Linked DNA regions of Oryzias latipes: region 2 is linked to region 1. Evidence: chromatin contacts called from public Hi-C data. All regions are on one chromosome and are shown on one strand. Each heading gives the region's core, a stretch centred on a gene start, on an enhancer-like site or on the middle of the called end of the contact. The rest is flanking DNA. Distances are from core to core; before and after follow the strand shown. Region 1 has its middle 16 kb from the start of LOC101172490. Region 2 has its middle 95 kb from the start of LOC101172490.

Region 1 (2,823 bases), core at 160-2,659:
GAAGAAACGGTTAAATCATTTGGGAAAGTCTGTTTTTCTTTACATACATTTACCCCTTTAACACCGAAATAAATATAAATAAACTTCAAGTGTTGATTTAATTTCTTCTAATAAATAAACATTTGAATTTTATTTTGTGGTTCTAATTGTTTTTATGCCAAATATATGACTAAAGCATATAAAAAGTAGTAATTTGTGTTTTTTTAATCAAAAAGAGATTGACGTGGTTTGTCAAATTGCCTGTCAAAATAAAATAAATAGTATTTAGTCATTTTCTGTTTTCATCTTTATATTATGAAATATAAATGATTTTTTACCTGTTTCACTGACAAGAGCAAATTCCAACAAACAGCAAACTAAATCTTGAAATTAATCAAAGCACAGAAGACAAGACTGGACAAGTTTGTTTATTTTTTACATGCAGAGGAAATGAAGTTTTCACAGGCTTTAGATTTTCTTACAGCAAGAAGAAAATCTAAATGGTTTTTAGGATGGCAAACGTGGACAAATCTGGAGGAGCTACAACGGAAAACAAACAAAGCAAAGTTCTGACAGTTCAAAACACACCTTATGACTGATGACACGGCTGATAAATTTTGACTTTGAGTCATCCTGACACAAAACTGTTCTTTTGAGGAGCTTTTGCTTTGAAAGCCGTCAACTTTTTAATCACAAATGAGTCCCAGAGAAACACGTCTGTCTTCATGTGAACCCCTGCCTTCAATTTGTGTTCTGTAACGGCCTCTTTCTTCGTATGCCATGCGATTTCTTTTGCCTGCTCCTTGTGAGGGAGGCAAAATATGCAAATCCCATCAGATTTATAACACTCGGCGCCTTTCAGTTGTTCGTGTGCTTCTGCTGCGGTGTATTATTATTTTCAAGGGCTCTCAGCAGGACATAAAAGGATCATAAGTTATTCTTCCACCTGACTAAAATGTTTCTCTCCCCAGTAAGATTGATAATGGCGTGATTTATTATCATCAGAACGGATGACAGTGAGTTCACTGCTTGCGACCGAGATACATTCAATGCTGCATATAGAAGCTAATACAAATTGACAGGTGATGCTTGCAAAGAAATCTTTTATGTGGTGCCACCCTGGGCTCATTAGATCTTTCACAAAACAGGTGATACATACATTTTTCATTCAAGCAACCACAATGGGAAACCAGTGATGGGGTGGAGAGCTAAAAATCCTGCCTCACAGAAAGCCCTCTGCTCAAACTCAAAGTTGGGTTTTTAAGACAGAGAACTTTTTTTTAACCTTCGTGGATCAGCTAGAGCTTACTTTTCTGGATTCTAGTTTTTTTTTTCTTCTTCTCCCAAGCTGCCTTGCAGTTAGAGCCAGTGGTTTAAACGGAGAGACCACTGATTGGCCTGGTGTTAAAGAGCTCTGATCTGGGCCATGACAGCTTAGTCCAATCAGCCTGCTCAACATGCTGGTTTGACTGTCACTTTCAATTTTCACATGACCCTGTGGTCTGAGGATGGGGGACAAGTGGCAGAAAGTAGGCCTGAAAGCTCATATTATTGCTCTGACAGCTTCACTCATACGAGAGTAATGCAAAACGCAGTTCATATTTATTCTCTGACCTTGTGCTCAAACAGGGATTCTACTATCTACATGCTAGCTGTCGGGTCGAAAGGCCAAATTGGTGGATTCCTGCAGCATAATTTGTCTAAATGCATTTTGCCTCAAGACTAATTATCTAGCAGATGAAACTTAAAGAACAGCTCCTTCAGCTGATCATTTGAGACAGCCACTGTTTAGACAAAAGTGGAGCTAAAATACGTGTTTTTGAATTTTCCACACCTCATTTAAAAACAAAAAAGCAAGAGGAAAGCAAAAAGCAGAAAGCAAATTATTTTCTTTTGTTGCACTCACAGGAATGATAATATTCTAAAAATCCCCGCTGGACTGTTTTATCTGAGCTGCATTTCTGCTCATGTAGGTCATAAAAGAATAGTGCCATCAGTTGCGGGTGGATGTGGTCATTATCAGACATGGTGCGAGACAGGAGGGAGGGGTTCATTGTTCGCTCCGTGGTGCTGCCCATGCAGTGACTGAGTAAGGTGTGTTCATTGTTCATTCTCTACGCACTAGCCACAGGCTGCTGTTTCTGTGTTTCACAACTTCAATGCAGCCACTGCGACTTTATTAACCCCTTTTACTGAAAAGCGGATGGGCAATGAAATGTTCTCAACACCATCTTGCCTTTATCCAGTCATCGTTTTGCTTTATTTTGGAAAAAAAAAACAACTCCCTCAGACTAAAGACAAACGTTTAGCATCTCCCACAGACAAATTTAGATAATTGTTTTAGCCATTTGGCTGCTTCTCATCCCGTTTGTCGTAACTCCAACGTGCAGAGTTGGGTGGTGATGTCGTAAAGGTTGTTGTCGTTTCTGTATAATCCTCACTTCTTGTCCCCTGCCTGCCCTCCTAATCCCTTGGCATGTGTTGGTGACATCACATGGCTACTGGCTCCAAATTCCCCCTGCAACTGTCATTAACTCTGTGAACAAATGAATAATGACTGGGAGACTCTCTGGCTCCCACCACTGACCTTGGGTATTATTAGAGTGACCTCTCTTTGGCTTGACCAAAAAACCTTTTTGATATCATTGCTGGAAGTACACTAGGAATGATGGCCTGTCTGCCTGGAGGGGGTGGCGAGGGGGGAGGGGGGAAGTCGGCAACCACAAGTGTCATGTAAACCTATACTTTCCACCCACTGCTGTTTCATGAATACTTGATTAGAGAACAGGGCCCGAAATACCCGACTTGCAAGTTTCCTGACCTCTCTTTGCTAACAGTGATGTT
Region 2 (2,823 bases), core at 108-2,607, 79 kb after region 1:
TCCGTGTTAAAAAAAATGACCTTACCGTCAAAGTATCAGCATTAACTAAACGCTTCCTTTGAGTCTCACACCAGCAGCTCTTACTTTATGGAGAATCATTTGGACATGTATAAAAAAACATATTCATAAAGAAATAAAAATGAAAAAACATCAAGCAGTGGAACTTCTTCTGCAGAGAGACTAAAACTTTAGACAACACCGCATGAACTGCATGGAAAGCAGTCCTTACACAGCTGCGAAATGAATTGTGCTTGACAAGCTGCAGTCTCTCAGATCCTGGACCTGTGATCTTTAGAATGATACCCCCAAGTTCACAGCAACAAATACCCTCAATCACCCAGGGAGATCCGAAGTCTCTCTGTTGGCCAATTACTGCTTTTCAAAAGCCCGGGGCACCCAGGAAACTTTGACTCCTGGAAATAAAGACCAATCTGAGAGAGAAACATAGCAGCTATTAAAATCTTTATAATTCTGTAAATCACAAGTGATTTGTTTTGCCCCATGGCTTGTTCTGATACATCCTTGCTGCTATTGCAAAGGGCATAGGGTGACTGCAATCGAGGAGAGCAAGCTTATTTTTACAACTGTGCTGGTAAAAAGAAGAAATGCCTTTTTTTTCTTCTTCAGGAGAGCAGAAGGCAAAGATCTCCTCTGTGTCATAATTGCCTGAAGTTAGGGAGTAAAGGCTCCAGACTCCTGATGTTAGCGTGGGGCTTTCATCAGGGGGGTTGAAGTCAGAGGTGCTTGAAAAGATCAGGCACTGTGGGGGATCCGACTCTGTTTTTATTTATGTAATGAAGGTGTTTTAAAGGAGCCAAATAGGGGGATTATTATCACTGATGTGTTTCTGCCCCATCTCTACCTGCTGCTTTTATTGTTGGGTTAATTTCTGCTCACTTTTCTATGTTTCAGTTTTCAGAAGCGATTTACATCTTGTCAGTTATATCATCTTTGAACTTCATTAGTATTTTTGTTATATTGATTAATTCTGAGGACTGATTTAGGAATTAGCCTGCTTATTCAAATCGAGTGGAAGCCAAAAGAGCCAAAGAGGATCATGCAATTATAAGTAAAATCACTCCAATTAAACAGCGCCATGTTAAGTTTTATAGAGCACACACTTCACGTAATATAATTACAAACTGGGATGGGAAAATAGAAAAGAAAACATGAACGTTGTAAAATGAAGCATCTACAGTTGATGGATTCTCAAAAAGCTCTTCTCTCCTGTGTTGCTCAGGGTTAAGAATGGCACTTCTCTGCTGCCGCGGTTTCCCCCCCCTCAAACTGCCACACACCCCATTCAGCAGCACAAGGCCCTCTGGTACGAGACAAGGGCCCTGACTGAGGACGCTTTGATACTTCAGCCTTCAATAACCAGAGTATCCTTGTAGCGCCAAGCTGATGGACGAATGGGTCATAGGAAGGATGTCCCAACCATAAATCAGACTACGGGGGTGACAGCACACAAAATGGGTGAATTGTCCTTGGGTTTGTGATACTAGCAGCATTCCTTGTGTCGCAGAGTCACTCCACCCTTTTTATTATTTGGGAGCGAGGCAAACGGATGCCCCACCAGCCACCCCCACCCCCCTCTTGGGCTTTTTTTCCTGTGGTCCTTGAGTCTGGACTTGGCTATGAACTGTTTCCAGAGTCAGTTACTGTTGTAATTGAAAGTGCTTTGTCATCACTTTGAGCCAAACACTGATGGATGTGAAGTTGAATGAGGTTTGGGTTTTAGTTATACGTGTGAGCCCGTCGAAGATTTATCACCAGAGGCTTAAGAGGCTGCAAGGGACCATTAAAGCACCACTGCCATCCACATCTTGGTGGATTGTTCATTATTATTCATTAAAACAGAATCTCTTTAATATGCGTTGTTCCCACGTGGAAACAAAAGTTGTACACAAAGCCTAATTTTTGATGACTACTCGAAAACAAAAACAAAAGAAAATAAATAATCAGAGTTTACAGTAAATGAACTGAACCTACGACATAAAAAAGCAAGCAAGGATGTATGTTAATACTGAGAAGCGTCCTTTAAGCTAAAAATTCAAAAAAGCCATTGCACATTTGGATGTTTACTGTGATAATCTTTGTCCTTTGCAACTTTGCACTTTAAAAGTACAGTACACTGAATAATACATCATCTCAAGAATTTAAATGTTAAAAACTTTCAGATGAAGCACTTTTTTATTTTTCATCCGAGGTTCTCATTTTGTTTTATAATTAGTCTAGTCTATCTAAAGCCTCTGAAACCATTTATTTTCAATATAATTCTAACATCTACATGCAAAGCGTGGGAGGTATGTTCGTTCTCATTGTCTCCCGCTTATTATAGGCTGCCCCCAGCTGCCTGGGCTGTGAGGGTAGGATCCTGGCTCCAATCCAGGACGGCTCTGATCTGGGCCTCTTTGTGATTTAAGGAATACAGAGCTTTGCTGGGCTGCTTTCCTAGAGCCATGTTGGAATGCAAGAGCAGTGGTGGAGGTGCAGAGGGAAGTGACCCCTGTGTGATGCAAGCAAGAGTGTGGGGCATGAGTTACATTGAGGTTGGTTGTATTATAAATAGAGTAACGTGTGGTTTCTGAGCTGCAGCCGGAAAACAGGAAAGGTGAATGCTACCGCTCACAGCACAGCTGTAGATGTGCCCTCTCAAAACACTGGCTCAAGGCTGCCAAGACTACATGGCCAAAAAAAGCTGTTATCAAAGAAGTACAGTAAAACACAATGTATGCACATCATCAAATATACATCTTTAACAGTATTTACAAAGTATTTGTTTTTTCTTTAGCCAGTAAAATGTTTAATATGACATTTTTT

What was found. Hi-C and Micro-C count contacts between places; a contact is called where the count stands out from the background.
Region 2: a contact with region 1 is called in a Hi-C map of embryo, with 2.4 times the contacts expected there. The contact joins two enhancer-like sites. A contact is called at or near these places in 5 of 5 Hi-C or Micro-C datasets (embryo, fibroblasts and gastrula embryo).

What each region holds. Positions count from the first base shown.
Region 1 is chr6:18,589,337-18,592,159 of ASM223467v1, forward strand. No RefSeq gene overlaps it. Among protein-coding and RNA genes, the nearest start is that of LOC101172490, 16 kb to the left of the region's middle. Within about 2 kb of position 1,410, at least 1 of the 8 cell types and tissues checked has an H3K27ac peak or open chromatin away from gene starts, as enhancers often do. A contact at or near this core is called in embryo, where this site is marked.
Region 2 is chr6:18,668,789-18,671,611 of ASM223467v1, forward strand. No RefSeq gene overlaps it. Among protein-coding and RNA genes, the nearest start is that of LOC101172490, 95 kb to the left of the region's middle. Within about 2 kb of position 1,358, at least 2 of the 8 cell types and tissues checked have an H3K27ac peak or open chromatin away from gene starts, as enhancers often do. A contact at or near this core is called in embryo, where this site is marked.